Linked DNA regions of Capsicum annuum: region 1 is linked to region 2. A link is a contact called in public Hi-C data. All regions are on one chromosome and are shown on one strand. Each heading gives the region's core, a stretch centred on a gene start, on an enhancer-like site or on the middle of the called end of the contact. The rest is flanking DNA. Distances are from core to core; before and after follow the strand shown.

Region 1 (4,441 bases), core at 1,264-3,763, 400 kb after region 2:
AGCGCTTTTCCCTTAAATTAATGATGAATCATATGCCATGCAAATTTGAAATAGTCAGACTAGTGTATCTCTAATATTAGATAATCTTTTCATTCAAAAAAAAAAGAGTTTAAGTTTTGTGCATCGTCAGTGCACAAAATATTCTACACTATTAGTTAACTTGACTTGTTATTGCAGGTTATCCAATTATTTACATAAAAATTAAAAAAAGAAAAAATTAGGTAACCTGCAATAACAAATCAAGTTTACCTGATAGTGTAGAATATTTGTACACTAACAATGCAAAAAAACTTAAATTCTTATTCAAATGAAGGAATAAGGGTACTATATCTAGTGAAAGTAAGAGATAATGAGAATAATATCATGTTTGTGGCTTATGAATTTGTACGAGGAAATTGACATATTTGGATACATATCAAGCTGCAGATCAAGTTCCAAGACACATTTGGATACATATCAATTTGCAGATCAACTTCCAATAAGGACTTTGCTAATTTGGGTTGTCAACCATGTTATATGTACTAAAATTTAAGATGAGGGAGTACTTGATTCCTTCACCTCTTGTCAAAGACGTTCTATTTTATTTCCATTCTATTTCATAATGTTCCTTCACCTCTTGTCAAAGACGTTCTATTTTATTTCCATTCTATTTCATAATGTAATTGTGTTGTACTATATCATGAGATCATACTATATTGTTTTAATAAATTCAATATTTACTATTATTTTCATTATTACATAATGTTACATATCAATAATTTACGAATAAACCTACAAGAAAAATAGAGAACGAGGCACAATTACTATAAAAAGATCGGGTAATTAAGGGTTAAAATAAAATTTAATAAACAATAAGAAAAGATAAAATAAGAAGAAGAAAAAAATGATGACATGATCACACCAACTTGACTGTTATATAAAATGAGACTTTTTGTTGTTATCTAATAATGAATTTAACAACGTGATGCAGTAAAATTTAAATAACAATCAAGAAAAACATTCTATTCATACTAATAACACAATACAACACTATAGGTAACAGTCATCCAAACATGTTGTTAACTGATCATTCTACTAAAAATAAATTATTATTTTTTGCTTGTCCACTCTAACATGTATAAAGAAAGATAAATTTTTTTTTCTTAATTTTACTTTTAACATTAACTATAGTCATTTCCAAAATTATTTTCTAAGTTCATTAAGACTATATAACAATTAATATACACTGTGGATATTATAGTAAATTATATACTAGTTCATTTGTTAACTGTTAAAGGAAGTGTAAAATCTGTATCATGGACAAGAAAAAGTTAACCAAGTGTAAAATCTATCATGGACAAGAAAAAGTTAACAAAGGAGCACACTAGTCTATTAACACGTCTTTTATTTAGGAATGTGGAATGTCCAATTTTGAGAGACGTCTTTATACGGTTCGTCTATTTATATATTTTTTTTATAAAACATCTATATTTTTATATATAAAAGAACTTTATTTTTATATATAAAAGATATATAAAGATCATTTACTTCTAGTTATTTAAATTGTAAGAGAGAAAAAGAACTTATTTTGTTCAATTTTTTTTTTCCCAATGTATAGTAGTTTGTTTGCACTGTCGAATTATGTAAAAATGTTTCAATTATGATTTTAGTTTTTTCTTCTATAATTTACTGTTTCCAATTTACGAGAGGGATAAATAATGTCTCATTTCGTTATCCTTCTCTGCTTAAATATCTAACGGAGTTTATTAAAATTTGTTTCTAGCATATGTATCATGGTGTTTATTGTGGATTTGATACAATCGAATTTGTAGGTGAGTCAAAAATACGTATTTTAATTTTATTTTATTTTATTTTAAGTCTAATTTACTAGAAGTTTGATTACTAGCTAGGTGGTAAAGAAATCAACCAAGTATATTATAAATGAAATAAACAAAGTAAATCAAACAAATTTAGGCGAGTCCGATACAATTATTGGCGCCTCAAGATCTAATCCGCTATTCAAGCAATTGTCCACAGATGTAGATTATCTAGATAAAGAGTAAAGAACAGGAAAATTTGGAGACCAAGTAAAACTGTTGTATTGAGCAAGAGCGAGTGATTTGATGTCTTTACAAGAAAGAAAGAGCAACTATTTATAGGTTATAGTATTATTTCTTGGCGATGCAAAGGCCCTAAAGGACTTAAATCTATGCCGGTAAGCCACATGGTTGACATGTTAATCAGCCAACTAATATTCCTGCATTGCACAATTCCGTACTAGTTTATCCGCATAGTTAAGCATTCTAACAAATTTGTCTCTTGTTTGACTCTTGTGTCATGTCATTGGAGTGACGAACCGTTACTCTTATTCTTTATGAGAAGACGCTTTCAATATCGTTAACTCAAGAGAGGCAACCACAGTCTCTACCATCGTTGTTGCGACGAATCTTCAAGCCACCTTTCCTTATCGTACTTAAACCTGCCAACTGGGTCGGGCAGACCCGTTCCGGTCCGGTAAGCCCGGCCCAGTTCAACCTGACCGGATGGGCCTCTGGGCTACTGGGTTACTGGTCCTGGGTTGAGCCGTCTACGTTGACGGGCTTGGTGGACCGGCCCAGTTTCAAACTCGGACCAGGCCCACTGGTTATCTGGCTCGGCCCGGTAACATAAATTTTTTGAAAAAATAATTGGCATTTAGCCGTTTGGACCCCAACTGTCAATTGGACCGTTAAGGCCTAATGACATTATAGCCGTTTGGAGCCCTAACGGCCAATTGGCATTTTTGGCATATTTTATTTAAAAAAATTAATTCAAAAAAATTTCTATAAATACCCTACAATTTCAAATCATTACGAAAATCTCAATCTCTCTCAAATATTCTAATTATCTCCTAAAGTGCTCAATTTTATTTTTTAATTTTGCGATTACAAATATCAAGTGAAAGTTTTCTAAAGTTGCAACTTTCGGATACTTTCAAAATTTGATATTGTCGTTCCATCTCTTACTTTTAATTTTTAATTAGTGTATTAATTGTTGAGTATTTATTTTTATTATTTTTGGTGTATTTTGAATAGTTTTCAGTTTGATTTATAATATGAATAAATTAAGAAACATTGGTAAAAGTGCCAAAAAAATTTATCTCGAAAGTGGTAGTGTAGTAAAAAATAAATTGGTGACGGTTTCGATAGAGATAGTTCAAGTACTAAATATACCTGTGTGCCTTCGGTATCAGTTAGTCAACCTTTTGAGGAAGAAATAGGTGTAGGTGCTCACGATATAAATTATGCAGTAGCTTAAAAAAATTATGGTATAGAAGAAGAAAATGAAGTAGATGCAGTTAATTTAGATGTAGATGATGAAAATATTGGTAAAACACCTACAGTAGGAAATGCTAATGTTAGATCTGAATCGGTTAATCTTCTTCCCCATCCTCCTCGTGCCCCAAAACATCGTAGAAGAACCAGTATTACATGAAATTTTTTTTTGAAAATAGAAAGAGAAAGTAAGGTGCAATGCAATATTTGTGAAATTGTATATGAGTATAAAATCGGAGGCGATAAAGGGGGTACGGGTTCGTTAATGAGACATTTAAGAGATAGACACGCTAGAGAGTTTTGCACAAGGTGGTGAAGCTGTTGGTGGGCCAGCACAAACTAGATTGAACCCAACAACCAATCAATTAATTAAGAATTATAATAAAATGAAGGACCAGGAAGAAATAGTGAAAATAATAGCTATGGGTTGTTTACCTTTCATTTTTGCTTCTTCGAATGCTTTTATTCATTATATTCAAGCAATTTATAATTCTATGTTTAATGGTATTCCTAGAATTACTTGTCGGACTGATATTTTTTGACTCCATGCACAATATGTTTATTATTTATCTACATTATTAAAAAAATATTTTATGTAGAATTGCTCTAACTTCTGATCTTGGTCGTGCTGTTAATAAAAATAATAATTTAGCAATTACTTGTCACTGGATAAATAGTAATTTTGTTATGCAAAAACTTATTCTATTTTTTTTGTATAATGATGATCGGTAGACATACTGAAAAATTTATTTCAGAATCTATTACTAAAGTTGCAGAATATTATGGTATTGAAAGAAAAATTTCATGTATTGCTTTTGATAATGCATCTAACAACAAGACTGCTATTGACAAGTTAAAAGTTAATCTTTCTTCGTCGTTACTTGAAATATTTCATATTAAGTGTGCTTATCATATATATAATTTAATTGTAAGAGATGGTCTTGAATTTTTTGAGCTTTATATTGAAAAAGGTCCGGCTTGCTATTGACTTTATTCAATAAAATAATTGAAAATTTAGAGTGAGAGAATTTAAAGCTAAATGTGAATAAAATGAACTTAGACCAATATTTATGCCTGAAGAATGTGATACTAGATTGAATGCTACTTATACTTATTTAAAAACATGTCTTGCTTATAAAGTTTCTATT
Region 2 (4,508 bases), core at 1,846-4,345:
ATTTCTTATTTCTTTTTCTAAGCCATAGTTTGTGTGGTAAATGTTAGTATTTCAGACTTCTAACTCTTTAATTGCTTAGTGAAGTAGTATTAGCTAGGTCATCTGCGTTCAATTCTATTGCTAGATGCCTATTGTATCACAATTTGTAGAAAGTTTCTGATTGACTCGAACACAGGTGTAGTGGTCAATATTCCCTACATACATACTTCTGATCTATGTTACTCTCACCCTTCAAATTCCTTGCCGCACCCACGCCGATCCGACATGGGAGAGTGGGTGTGAGTGTGGGACCTCCACCAGATTTGGTCTACCTAACTTGGGTACTTTGACTAACACCTTTGCTATATTAAGTGTTTACAAAGAATTTAATAATACTAGCTTTAATTTAATAACTAAAGTTAATTGTCGAAATATAAACTTATATATGTCATATCATATATTTATATGTTGCATCTCAACACACGTATCCATACTCCTACCATGTCCTGAATTCTAAGATAAAAAGGTACTACTCTTTTATTAATTTATAATTATGTAACAATCATTTCTCATTTAACTTAATTAACAATTATGGATTCAGATCACCTTGTAATCAATTTACAAGTTATTTTTCAACAATCTTAAATAACTAATTGTCATATATACCATTTTTATATATGTATTAGCAGTATCGTGATACCCGTATCCGCACTAGGATCCATACTCCCGAATCCAAAAATTTATGTGATGCAGAATCTCTTACCTCTAGACTTCCACCCGTATCAAATAACCTCACTTGAGTCCGAGCAACATAGCTTTTGATAATATGTATCTTTAAATTTTTTTTTGGTAGGCTTATGTTGAATGAGCTTGGTTCTAATTCGAAAAGTTATGGCAGTCATCTTAGCTTCTTTTCCTTGTGTCTTACCCAAAAATTCCCGCTGTTGGTCCATACTGATGGAAAAGATTGTTAGGCTATCTGTAACTTGTAGTTTATGTGATTGATAACTGCCTTGTCATCAGTGTCTCAATGTTTCACAACTCCTCTTATGCCATTTTATTGGATTTTAGTTGCATGTAATATATGAATTCATTTCCACAATGGCAAAATTTGCCCAAACTTAAACTTATTTAAATTTACCACTATATTGTTTCAAATTTTGATGGGACATTTTTTCAACTAACTAATTTACTTTTTGACGTCCCATGCTACTTAAAGTTGTTCATAACAAACTCAGTATGATAATCCATTCCATTGTTTTTAAATAAACTCTCTGAAAGTTGAGCCCAGGTCAATTTGTTTTCGTTTAAACTTCCTGAAAGTTGAACCAATGTCAATTGAAATGGATCACGGGAGTAATGTGACATTGCCATTATTCTTAAAGTGAATATCATCTTGTTTCACTTGTCGCCCCAGTTCTTGTATGGTATGAAGTGATAGACTTAAAACAATTTTTCTGCAACTGCTTTTATTGATGACAATAATTTGATCGTCAAATTCTTTCCAATCTTCCATTAGTATTTCCTGGAAGTCTATGTTACTATTGTTAAAAGGCGTTTGAGTTACCTCTTGATTGATTGATTAATACGTATTTGTGATGCTGAAATTCTTTGTACTGCAGAGATGCGTCAGGCGGTCAATTTATCGCCACCAACAGATCCAATTTTAAATCGATGTAGAAGTAAATCAAGGTTTGCATCTCCTGGGAGATAAATAATTATGTACCCGTGTCTCTAAATTAAAGTCAGTTTGGAGAATATAATTAGTGATCCTGCAATCACAGAAGAGACACTTAGATGTCTTGGCAAGGTAGATGAATGTGTGGTTTTCTTGGAGGATTAGAGGTTCTCATCAATGACGAAGTGAGCTGTTACTACAGGAGTATCAGCGCTTGTCAGGTTGAGCGAGCTGTTGCTGCAGGATATATCTCCAAATCTTGTGATAAAATATAAATAATTTGTTGTGTACATTTGATTTCTCTCCTAGAGGGCATTGTAAGAAAACGAAAGCTGCAGGCTTTTTTCACCTACATAAGCTGTTATCTCATGGTATTTGCCAATACAGAGTAAATTTGAGTTCTCATCTGTTGAACTATTTGTAAAATGTGATCTATTAATGTATTTTACCTTTATTTACAGTGAATCATTAAATGTCAACTGCTGGTCCTAAGCACCTTCTGTATCTATGAATTCCCATGTTGATAGTATTATTGTCTGACTATGCGAGATGTTCGTAAACTTAAAGGATGTGAAAGCATATGAAACTAAACATCGTACAGTAGTAAAACATGATCATTAACATCTTGACTAAGTCAGATCTTGTGTGACAGAAATGCATTTTGGAAAGCAGTTTATGTTATACAAGGTGTTGACGTGTATACATTGTGGCAATTGATAATGGCAGAACAATACAGTATAATAAAGACCATGGTACTAGACCTGAAGAAATTTCAAATCGGTAACATGGTCAAGATTTAGATGTTCAGTAGATCTTTTAAAGATACTAAAGTTCAGTAGATCTTTTAAAGATACTAAAGTTGAGCAGAATGTTAGAATTTTACTTATTACAGGTTTGTAACAACCTGTGGAATTATACTTATGGCAGGAACCACTAAGGAATTATCGAGTTGATTACTCAAATTGTTACTCAACTAATAGTGTTATTATCTCTAAAAATCACTTTTTTTGTTGAAGAAAATTGAAATAAAAAATAAAGACTGAAATAATAATTACCAGCCGAGTGACTATGAAAAATCAACCATAGAATTGTCAAAAGAATATGTTACTCCCACTGTCCAAGAAAATAGGCACTTATTTTCGAGCACTTCCTAAAAATTCTTACTATAAAACTTCTTTCTTATTGAACTTTTTGCAGACTGTGATTATGTTAAATCTTTTTAAAAGAATCAACATCTTTCACATTTAAAATTGGATGTGTTACTCATACTCTCAAAACTTTGCTATTCTTTCGTAACGGAGGTCCTATTTGCTTTATCAGACCAATTGTTTGGCTCGCGGACAATGTTATTAGTAACAAGTTGGATGGGATAAGGCAGGATATCTAAACTTTATTTGATTGAAGATAAGTTCAACCAAACAAAGTATAATCTTAATCCCAACCCTTAATACCGGATATTCCACCTTATCCCTGCGCCAAACCACCTTAAATTAAATAAGCAGGAATATTTCAAAATTCAAATATTGGAAAATTTGGCGGCAAAATAGTTAATTTCTTCATTGAAGTCAAAGAAAGCATAGAGTTTGGACAAGAATGATTTAAATTTACATGAAGCACCGACCCATGTTTTTGTCCAAGTCACCAAAACATGATTTAACATGTCTTGGCAATTATTTTTCCCATCAAAGCGATGAATCAACAACCAATATTCCGTATGTTTCCAGACAGAAAAAATCTATCATAGTAAAATATATTTGATTGAGAAAAAGAAAGATTAGGTTGTTGACTCTATTTTTTTTCCAGATCTTTTCTTTAGCTTTAAGATTGTGGTACATGCACGCACAAAAAAATTTGTTTTTGTGTATAGCTTTGTTTGAATGTTTGAATGAAGTAGCTGAGTGTTAGATTTTGTGAAAGATTTGAGGAGAAAACTAATGATTAAAGTGGACATAAAAGATTTTTGAAATGGATGAGTTGGTAATGTCTTTTACATCTTTTGCAAATATAAATAACTCTTTTTTTTTAAAAAAAAAAAGAGAGAGAGAGAGACCTAGATTTGAGGAGGTCAGGAAAAATATCTTAAGAGATCAAATGAAATCACCGTGAAAGTTCACGACGAATATAATGACGGAAACCGAAATTTATATAAGAAAATTTAAAAATATATTATAATGTCACATTTGATACTGAATACCATATTAATTTTTCTTTGATGGGGTCAAGGCCAAAGGGAACTCAATAGCTTATTCATAATGATAATAATAAAATATTTATTTTTTTCTAATTATTTGTAATAGAATTTTTCAATAAAAGAGATTTAATTGAACTTTATTCCATGTCGCAATTCTAAAGATTTTGTTGTTTGCACTTTAGGTGGTAAATTTTTCTTTCTTCGTTTTTATTTTCTGATGTAAAAGTTGGCAGTGAACAGTAGAGGAACTTTGATAGGATTGAAACCTTGATGTTGTGTGAAGTTGCAAGTACCACTAAGATACTACTCAAATCTTTTACGTCCTCTATCCTTAATCCTTTACTTGACATAATATTTCAAAAAGATGAAAGATTTATAAAATTTATGATCTAAAATAATTCTTTAATATTTATGTGGCTATAAATTATTTTGTTAAAAAAAATTTTAACGCTAAAATATTTCAAATTATATTAACGTGATCTTTTTTTTGGGATGAACTTAAAAGGTAAGTGTGCTACATAAATTGAGATGAAAGGAGTAGTATTTCTTTTTTTGTTTGTTTAAATTATTTTTTAGTCGTTTCATGATTCATTTTTTTTATTTTTTCAATTTGTATTCAATACTTTATTTGGAGACTTAAATTCATCCGAATTCACAACA

Evidence for each region. Hi-C and Micro-C count contacts between places; a contact is called where the count stands out from the background.
Region 1: a Hi-C map of leaf shows a contact between it and region 2, with 3 times the contacts expected there. The contact joins two enhancer-like sites. A contact is called at or near these places in 3 of 5 Hi-C or Micro-C datasets (leaf and placenta).

The regions. Positions count from the first base shown.
Region 1 is chr1:164,652,083-164,656,523 of UCD10Xv1.1, forward strand. No RefSeq gene overlaps it. Among protein-coding and RNA genes, the nearest start is that of LOC107856850, 200 kb to the left of the region's middle. Within about 2 kb of position 2,514, at least 3 of the 5 cell types and tissues checked have an H3K27ac peak or open chromatin away from gene starts, as enhancers often do. A contact at or near this core is called in leaf, where this site is marked.
Region 2 is chr1:164,253,301-164,257,808 of UCD10Xv1.1, forward strand. LOC107841055 (mitogen-activated protein kinase kinase kinase NPK1) reads left to right here. Exons shown (of 17, transcript XM_016685066.2): 17 at 1,602-2,122. The coding sequence ends at 1,693. Among protein-coding and RNA genes, the nearest start is that of LOC107841055, 9.1 kb to the left of the region's middle. Within about 2 kb of position 3,096, at least 2 of the 5 cell types and tissues checked have an H3K27ac peak or open chromatin away from gene starts, as enhancers often do. A contact at or near this core is called in leaf, where this site is marked.